Linked DNA regions of Hordeum vulgare: region 1 is linked to region 2. A link is a contact called in public Hi-C data. All regions are on one chromosome and are shown on one strand. The core of a region is the stretch at or near the end of the contact, and the rest is flanking DNA. Distances in the headings are between cores, read along the strand shown. Region 1 has its middle 10 kb from the start of LOC123425485. Region 2 has its middle 160 kb from the start of LOC123429766.

Region 1 (4,723 bases), core at 1,196-3,695, 540 kb before region 2:
TTGGTCGGTTTAGAAGCTGGAAAACTTGGGATACCCGACTGCGAAAATTAAACTAGCAAAAGTTATAGATTAGGAAGAAGCTTCTTCTTAGTCCGCCCCTTTGTTCAAATTCTAGTTTTTTTACTAGAAAGTTGAAATCTAAAGTACAACGAAACACAATCGTTAAGCCGTCAACCGAACACAACTATCAAACCGTCCCTAGACCTATCCATATGTACAATGATGGCATATGGATACAGATGCTTCAGGATAAAAAGTTATCTGAATCATCTTTATTGATTTTTTTCTTTCTTTCTTATGCAAGCTATCAATAGTAGGCTTCATCAAAGAATAAGAAATAAAGACTCTAATACACGTACGTCTTTACTTTTCACTATAACCTTTTCAGTTTTTACATCGGATCACACTTTTTCTATTCAAACAATCGCCTTCTGCGATGTATCCCGCTTCCTCATCCGAACTTACTTTTGCTGACATCTAATTCTACATGACATATGAGTCATCATCATGAGATTATGCATCGTACATACCCTAAGTGTTTGCCGTGTTGGGCTTACGTGCGGCCACTACCGGCGGGTCCTCTTCTTCGGACCTGACGGGACTACGTACATCTCCATCACCACCTCCTTTGGTTTCATCACGACGGTGGTCTACGAAACGGATGAAAACTCGGGTGCGTGCTCACGGCGGTCGGAGCGGAGACAATGGGAAAGGGCAGGCTTTCGCACGAAAACAGCGGGGAAGTCGCCGAATGCACGGGCGCCATATGTGAGCCGGGGTGTCACGATCTAACGTGGTAGCTGTCAGGTTTGCTTCCGGTAAATTGAGACACGATCCGCGGACATGTACTTCACGGACGGTTTGATACACGATGTTGGAGATGCCTTAAAAAAAACTCTGTGGCCTACGTGTGCCCATAATCGCATGTCGAATTTTGGACGGTAGGGAAGCAGCATTGGAAAAGACGTGCCCGATGAACGAAATGAAATGCATCCCGTCCACTCTGTCCCCTGTCCTACGTTGCTGCTCTGAACTCCGACCCGCCGCCTTTGCGGGCTTCTGCGGTCTGAAGGGTTGACGCGTCAGGGCAGCTGGTGCACGCGTGCCGCCGGTGTCCGGTCCGTGTCGAGTCTGACCTGGAGGTGTCAGGGGTGTCGCGGCCTCAGAGGCAGCGCGAGGAGGTGCCGGGCCGGCGGCGCTGGGCAGCGGCGACGTCCCGGGTCATGCCAGAAGACCACGCCTCTCTGTCGATTCCTGCCTGCGCGTCAAGTCAATCCGTCAGCCATAGACGCGTCTGGTTACTGCATTAGGAGTGAAGTTTAAAATAAGCCGTGAGATTAGAGGTCGGCGCAAACAAACCCTCGTCTCTAAATCCTTGAAGTTGGTACCCTGTAGATCCCGATCAATCTCGGCCCTGTTTGGTGTAATAAGATAAGAAAGGCCTAATCCCAGCCCGGATTGATTTCTACTGTCACGTAGTACATGGGCCCATCTGTCATATGCATCTCCTTCCCCAGTCTCTTCCTCAATGCCAAGTGTGGCGAGGCATGACAGGTGTTCGATCTGCTCCCGGAGAAGGACCTACTCTCTTGGGCGGGAGCAGCTGCTTGGCGACGCACTCTAGGTGCCTCTCATCTCAATCTCTTCGTCCAGCCCGTCCAACCCGCGGACGACATTGACAATGGCGGTGACAGGGGTACCGACGGCGGTGGCCTGGGCGCATTGGTCATCCCTGAACTTCGTGAGGTGCGCGACGAGTCTAGCCCGATGAAGGCAGCGAGGTCAGCACCATGTGCTGTTGTTGCTCGCTGCCGCATACTGCTGCTGTTTCTGCTCTCGCCGCCGCGCACATAGAAAGAGGCAAAGAGCAGCTTGCTATACTCACATGGTACAAGCTAAACTCGTACATGGTGACACTCTCGTCCTTGTTGTGTTCTCTGCTAATGCACAACAACACAATAGTGAGCAAAATAACCAGCGCTTTTCATTTGCAACAGCACCCGGAGCTCGTGCACTAGCAGACTAGCTTGGCCTCAAACAAGAAGAACGTTGCCATATATTTGCTCCGAGAGTGCCAGACTCTGGGTCTATGGTCATTGTCCGGTGGCTGCTATCATGTGCTGCTCTCCTCTGCTCAAGTTTGGCGCGCTGCTGGGATGACTTCTGTTGGTGTTCGAGTGCGGGGCCAATGCAGCAGAGACCGTGAAGGACACGCGCCCGCCGTTGTCACAGAAGAAGCGCATACCAGCGACTGTCGTCCCTGCCATCCGCGGGAGAAGGAGCACACGTTATTAGCATCTACGCTATTGCCATTGAGGGATCTGAGAGGAAGAGTGGGAGGAGGAGAGAGATGGGAACGAGAAGCGGATCTGGCCAAACGGGCCGTGTAAACAGGGCCGGTCTGACAGCCCGCGTGCCTCCCATGACACGGGCAATCGTGTTTGGGCCTGGTCCGAAGCACGCCTCGGACCGTGTCTGGGTCTGGAGGCTGGGCACGCAGGTCGGTATGACACGACCTGTTTATTTATATATACATATATATTTAGATTTTTTATATATATATATATATATATATATATATATATATATATATATATATATATATATATAAACTCTATTCATCACCCAGGTGTAGAATAGTTTATTCTTCAATCAAGATAATCTTATGATCAATTTACAAATAAATTACATTTAAAATACAAATATTTATATTCATATTGAATCACTACATAAAATTTGACAAAAGAAAAACAAAAATATAGGTCACAAGACCAAAAAAATGAGTTTATTGTATTGTTTGCACTATTTTTGTATGGTCGTAATTTTACGTGACATAAAATATTTTTACATTGGTTATATTTTTTTAGGTCTCTTTTTATGTATAAAATAAGACAAAATTTACGGAACGTAAAATTACGATGCATTGATGTTAAAATAGAGGGGGGTGAAGAATAACTATTCCCCACCCAGGCTGACGAATAACGCGACCCTATATATATATATATAATATGGCCCAGTTGGCCCAAAAATAAGTCCATGAAGTTAAGAATATACGATGCAACGTGCTAATGGGGCCAACATGCCGGCTCGTTTAATAACCGGGCCGTGTCTGGACCTGGAGGCGCATCCCGCGACCCGACACGGCACAACCCGATTAATAAACGTGCCTGGACGGGCCGTGCCATGCCAGATCCGATTACAACGGGCCGTGCCGGCCCGACCCGTTTGGCCAGGTGTGACGAGAAGAATGGCTATGATATGATGACCCACGTGGGTGAGAGAAGCCAAATCCCATGATTCTGCTTTTGGTTCGGATAGACTGGGATTAGAGAGGACACGGTAGAGACTTCATGAATTTAAATATGAGGGTTTATTTGTTTCTGCCTCTATAATCTCAGGGTTTATTTCAAACTTCATTCATGCATTACCTTCAACCAGGTTCATGGGAAGAAAATGGTCATTGTCGTCGTTCGTAGCAACCATTCATTAAGGAAACGTGTCCTATAGTACTCGATAGTCATTGTCGTTGTTCGTAGCAGCTATTCATGCGAAAATATTTTGAAAATCGAGCACAGAATCAATCAGAAGATCAAACCATCGATGCAATTAATTAGTTAGGCAATTAATTACACATGCAATTAATTCGGCCATTTAAATAGGATTTTTTTACTACACCGAATCAATTTGAAAACGAGTCATTAATGCAATTAATAATTAGCTAGACAGTTAATTATGTGTACACTTAATTTTAAGAAGGGATTTCTAATTAGGCAAATAATTTATTTATTTCATTGAAATTTAAGTAGGCATGTTGAGAATTAGATAGGCCATTAATTATTTCTTTAATTATTTAAGCAAATAGTAATCATGCTGAATTATTTAAAAAGCGCTCGTGGGCAATGATGATCAATAGACTCTCAAGGATATTACAAGGCATCACTTCCCAATAAGGACAACAACCACCATGTGCTTGCTACATGGGTGACCTAGCATTCATCAAGTTGGATGACGACCATGCTCTGTAGGGTGTCCACACGCCGAAAGTTGCCGAAACATTCACGGATAAGGACAATACAACACGACATTGGTTAGATGGTTCATGCTATAGTAAAAAAGAAAGTGTGTCTCATGAATAAGAAGAGAAAAACTAAAGCAACCAAGTGATCCATGATGTTAGAAAAGAAACAAGTGTTCCAAAAAAAAAAGAAAATAGTATTTAAAAAATAAGTAGGAACGAGAACTAAACTTGGCAAGGAAGGACGAAACAAAAAAGATAAGGTGTCACTGATGAACGCACTGAAATTAACGCGGTGCTGGTTGGCGCCAATGAAACGAATTGATGAAGAGGCTATGAGTAGAAGATGCTGGGAAGGACGGGAAATGGAAGGACATCAATTATCCCTTTTAGCAATGAATGATATGTGGGCTGGAGGTGAAGCTTGTGGTGACTAGGAATGTGTTTAGTTTGCCACTAGCCTCGCACGCGAGTACGCATTTTTAATGTTGAATGGACCTTTAAGAAAGCTCTTTATGATTATTTGTTGTTTGTGTCAATAGTATATGTTACTCTAACCCACTCTATCATATTGTAAATATAAAAAGTTTCATCCCTCATGAAATACATGGCAAAGGTGGAGTGAGCGTCATCTGATATTAAAGGAGAAGGCTGCAGTGAAAACTGTCCCGCTAGGGTGAAAATCCGAGCGAAAAGAGGAGGGTCCGA
Region 2 (4,797 bases), core at 2,028-4,527:
GCCTCTCGCAAAAAACAAAAAACATGTTTTTTCTTTTCTGAGAGGCATGATCATGCCTCTTGCGATAGGAAAACCGCAACTCTTGCAAAAAAACGTGTTTTTTCTTGTAATCCATTTTTGATTTTTTTCATTCAAAAGCTAAGAATGACTGATGAAAACCCGGAACAACAAAAAGATCCGGAAAAAACCACTTTAAAAAAGTGAAAACACGTACGGAAAAATAAAAAAAATCAATTAAAAAAAATGCTCAGAACGCGACACGTAACAACGGTTGAAAACGCGCCAAATAACGGTATATGAAAGTGATTGCTGGAAGACTTGTGAGAGAGTACTCCTCGACTAGTTGCTCCAACGGGTAATAGGAGGCAAATCCTACAGGAAGGTCCTATTGGAAAAACGTATTTGACATAGGCTGTGTTACATAGTCCGGGCTTCGCATAGACACACAGCCATGGTTTGGGAGTGGTCCGGCCGTTTAACTCTTCCAAGGCCCTTGGTATTGGAAAACTTCTAGATACTCCCGTTCGATTTTTTCAGGTTCTGGAAAACTTTTAGAAAGTTTCCTGATCCGTCTTTTTTTGTTTTTTTTTCTTTATTCTTTTCTGTTTTTGTTTTAAAAAATGTTTTGGATTTTCAAAAATTATTCCATACTTTCGAAAATTTATTGGATTTTCAAAAAATGTTCTAAAATTCGAAAAATATTTTTTATTTTCAGAAACATCTTATGGGTTTCCATAAAATGTTCTGGAATTAAAAAATATATTTCAAATTCGGCAAATCTTTCTGTTTTTTCAGAAAAATGTTCTGCATTTCTAAAAAATGTTCTGAATTTTTAAAAAATGTTCTGTATTTCAAAAAAGTTCGTCATTTTTAAATATTGTTTATTGTATTCGAAAAATGGTTTTTCTTTAACTAGAAATGTTCTGAATTTTAAAAAAAGGCTCTGGATTTTCAAAAAGGTTCTATTTTTTCTAAAATTTTCTATTTTTCTGAAATGTTTTTAAAAAATCTTCTTGTTTTCTGAAATTTGTTCTCAAGATTAAAAAATGTTCATGTTTAAAAAATTGTTAACGTTTATGAATTTGTTAAGTATGTTTCAAAATTATTCATATTTTCAAAAAATTTCATGCTTTCATAAAATAGTTCACAATTCCAAGTTTATTCGGGGTTTCCAAAATTGTTCTCCGTTTCAAAATTTTATTCTCAAGATTCTGAAAATGTTTATGCAATAAAAAATTATTTGGGTACCTCATTTGTTTAGGATTTTTCAAAATTATTCTTGATTTTAAAATTTGTTTTCAAGATTCAAAAGATGTTGTGCTTTAGAAATTATTCACGCTTTCAAATGTGTTCTTTGATTTAAAAAATATTCATGTTTTCAAAAAAGATTGAGAAATTCAATTTTTGTTCATTTTGATAAAAATAGGAAAATGGGAAGAAAAACGGGGGAAAAGGAAAAAATAAATAATAGGAAAGGAAGAAGAAACAAAAAAAAAGAAATAAAAAAAGAAAGTTATCCAATTTTTTAAACAAAAAAAGCTGGCCGGGCCCAGTCGGGCTCCCGTTATGCGTGGGAGCGACCCCTGCTGCGGTGGGAAAATCCTATTTGACGCTTACTGTGTCAAAATGATAGTCTTTTACATAGGCCACCCAATAAAACGAGCGAATTGGACCAGCCCACTCAGTCAGCCGGTTTTGGAAATATTCTAGACTTTCCCATCCGGTCTTTTCTGGTTTTGGGAATTTCTAGAAGATTCCCTGATCCGATTTTACTTTTCATTTACTTTTTCTTTTTTTTCTTTTTCCTTTTTTCTTTTTTATTTTCCTTTTTTCTATTTCTGTTTCAAGAATGTTTTGGATTTTCAAAAAATGTTCTGAAATTTGAAAAACTGTTCCGGAATTTGAAAAATCTTCCTGAATTTGATAAAATGTTCCGGAATTTAAAAAAACATTCTGAAACTTGTATCAAAATGTTTCAATTTTTTTTAAAAAAGTTCCAGAGTTTTGAAAAATATTCCGGAATTTGAAAAATGCTCCCGAATTTTGAAAAATATTCCAAAATTTAAAACAATGTTCTAGAATTTTCAAAAAATGTTCCAGAATTTGAAAAAAGTAAAACAATTATTAAAAAAATTGAAACAAAAAAGTAAGCTGGGCAAGCTCAATTGGGGCGAGCCGAAGATGGGCTAGCCCAGTTAAGGGCGCCACCCATGTGCGGCGCGCGACTCCTTGGTGCAACACGCGGCGAATAGGAGGTCCTGCCGTAGTGAGCAGCAGGTAGGAGTTCCCACTCCTATTTGCCGCATCCCCGTCGCACATGGGGTACTGACTAGGCCAGCCCATTCAATGCAATGCGAAAATAAGTGTGAAAACGTAATAAGTGAGCACCCTAGGAATCGAACACAGCAAGACCTCCTTGTGAGAGCTTGGTGCTAGCCACTGCACTAGAACATAATACAACGGAAATCTAAAATATACTAAGAATAGTTCCGGAATGAACATTGTTTGACAAAATCCTGATTTTTGTCTTCCAAATTTTGAGTAATTTTTTGAAAATGCGTTCTGAATTTAAATGCGAGCAGTTGCTGAAAAATTTAATCTTGACAACAAGTTTTGGAAAATCCTGAACCAATTCATAAATGCGAGCAATTTTTGAAAACATGAACATTTTTTGAATCTTGAGAACAAATCCTGAAACAGAGAAATATTTTGAAAAACTCTGAACAAATTCATAAATGCGAAAAAATTTGTGAAAATTATGCAACTTTTGAACAAAAATAAAAACACACAAAAATAAAGCAAAACTAAGAAAGAAGAAACAAAAAAGGAAAAGGAAAAAGAAATATTTAAAAATTGTGAATTTTGAAACAAACAGGAAAATAAAAAAAAACAGTCCAAAATGGTTTCGGAACCTTCTGAAAGATTCCCAAAACCGTTAAAAACCAGGGATGGAACTTTCCAGAAGGTCCCCAAAACCAAATACGATCTACTCATTAGCTATCTTATCAGATGGGCTGGCTCATTTGTTCGGTAGTGTTGCCGCTCTATGCGTTCACTCGACAGCTTGACGGAGAAAAGGTCAAATAGGAAATTCCAATACTACAAAGCCCACATTCCACCTCCGTAATGGGGCAGCCCATTTTATATTTTGTTTCCTTTTCTAAAACGCTGCAAATACGCGACCTGAGTTGGAATTCGGAAGGTCTTATTGGACCCGCTTTGCGGTAAATTGCCTCCGCGAAGCATGGAGGGAGTGCCGAATGGGCCGGCCCATTTACATGCCATGGCCCATAACGCTTGCCCCTCGAGATGTCGTGCGCTAATGAAAACTATTCAGTGCGAAATCTAAAAGCATATGCTAGATCCTATTTTTTCAAACTTTTTTGACTGTTGTTTTGAAAAATATGAGAAAAGTTATTAAATATGTGAGCAATGTTTGAAATCATGAAAATAATTTTGAAATACTGAAAAAACTGAACACTTATCGAAACATATGAACACATTTCGAAACTGGAACACAATATAGAGATCCAGAGGAGTGGTGGCATGGCGGCGGCGGCGGGGGCGAAGAGAGAGGCGACGGAGGCGAGGAAAAAAGGGTGCGGCGGCGGCGGGGAACCGACAGAGACGAAGAGAGAGGCGACAGAGACGACTTTTGGCGGGTCTCCGCGTGCGTGTTTTATAGAACACGCCGAACGCTGCGCGTCAAAACTGTCACGTGCATTACTATTTTTTCACGTGCGTACAGTTTTTGTAGCGCGCCTAACTTTCCCGGACCTACTCGAACGGCCAACCGGGCGTGCGCGCACACAAAAGCCGTGTAATTTCCTGTGGACGCTAGATCTAGCGTGTTTGTTGGAGATGCTCTTAGACATATTCACGTTTTCATTTTTGAGAACACATACAAACACAAAACGCTAATACATACGCATATACATATACCCTTATGAATACATGCACGCATGAACACTTATGAAAAGCTAGACTTACACATCATTTTAAGATTGACGAAGTTGTCACGGATACCTTCGTAATCTCCCACTGGGCGCACATGGCCGCAATGTCTGAAATTAATTCAGAAAAATGCAAAGGCAAGTGAAAAGTCTTGGGCTTGAACCCTGATGGGTTGAAGATATAATTGTCCTCCTAACTATTCATCCAGAGTTGGTTCATGACAAATATTTGTGTAATTAAAACAAGTATCGTAACATTGAATAAAATGTGCATTGCATTTTCTAAATATTTACACATTACAAAATGTTTTTACAAAAGTATTTATAGAATGTAAAAAAATCATGCTTAATTTTAAATAAACATTGGTATCATTCAATTTTTTCAAATGCTCTTAAAATGTTTAACAAGTATTTGAAAGTATCAAAATTAAGCGTGTATAAAAATGTATTTGTACTTAAATGGATGTTTGAAAAATGGTAAACGTGTATAAAAATGTTTTTAAGTATTTAAAAAAAATGAAGCATGTATAATGTGTATGAAACAAAATATACAGTGTATGCGAAACAAAATAGGCATCAAAACATATTTTTAATATACATTAAAAAAGTTAAGCATGTATATAAAAATGTTCCTCATATATACCAAAAATTAAAACAAAACTCAGTGAGTACAAAAAAAACCCTAAGAAAAACAAAAAAACGAAAAACAGAAGAGAACCACAAGAAACAGTGAAAACCCAATAAAAAGACCACACAGGGAAAACCTAGCATCACTACTACAGAGGCAAGGCGGAACTTCGTCTGGTAATGGGTGGGACATAGCTCCGACATAATTGTTTTACTC

The links. A called contact is a pair of places that touch in the nucleus more often than the background predicts.
Region 1: a contact with region 2 is called in a Hi-C map of leaf, with 5 times the contacts expected there. The contact joins two enhancer-like sites. A contact is called at or near these places in 4 of 6 Hi-C or Micro-C datasets (leaf and seedling).

Annotation. Positions count from the first base shown.
Region 1 is chr2H:124,075,788-124,080,510 of MorexV3_pseudomolecules_assembly, reverse strand. No RefSeq gene overlaps it. Among protein-coding and RNA genes, the nearest start is that of LOC123425485, 10 kb to the left of the region's middle. Within about 2 kb of position 2,445, at least 3 of the 3 cell types and tissues checked have open chromatin away from gene starts, as enhancers often do. A contact at or near this core is called in leaf and seedling, where this site is marked.
Region 2 is chr2H:123,535,806-123,540,602 of MorexV3_pseudomolecules_assembly, reverse strand. No RefSeq gene overlaps it. Among protein-coding and RNA genes, the nearest start is that of LOC123429766, 160 kb to the right of the region's middle. Within about 2 kb of position 3,277, at least 3 of the 3 cell types and tissues checked have open chromatin away from gene starts, as enhancers often do. A contact at or near this core is called in leaf and seedling, where this site is marked.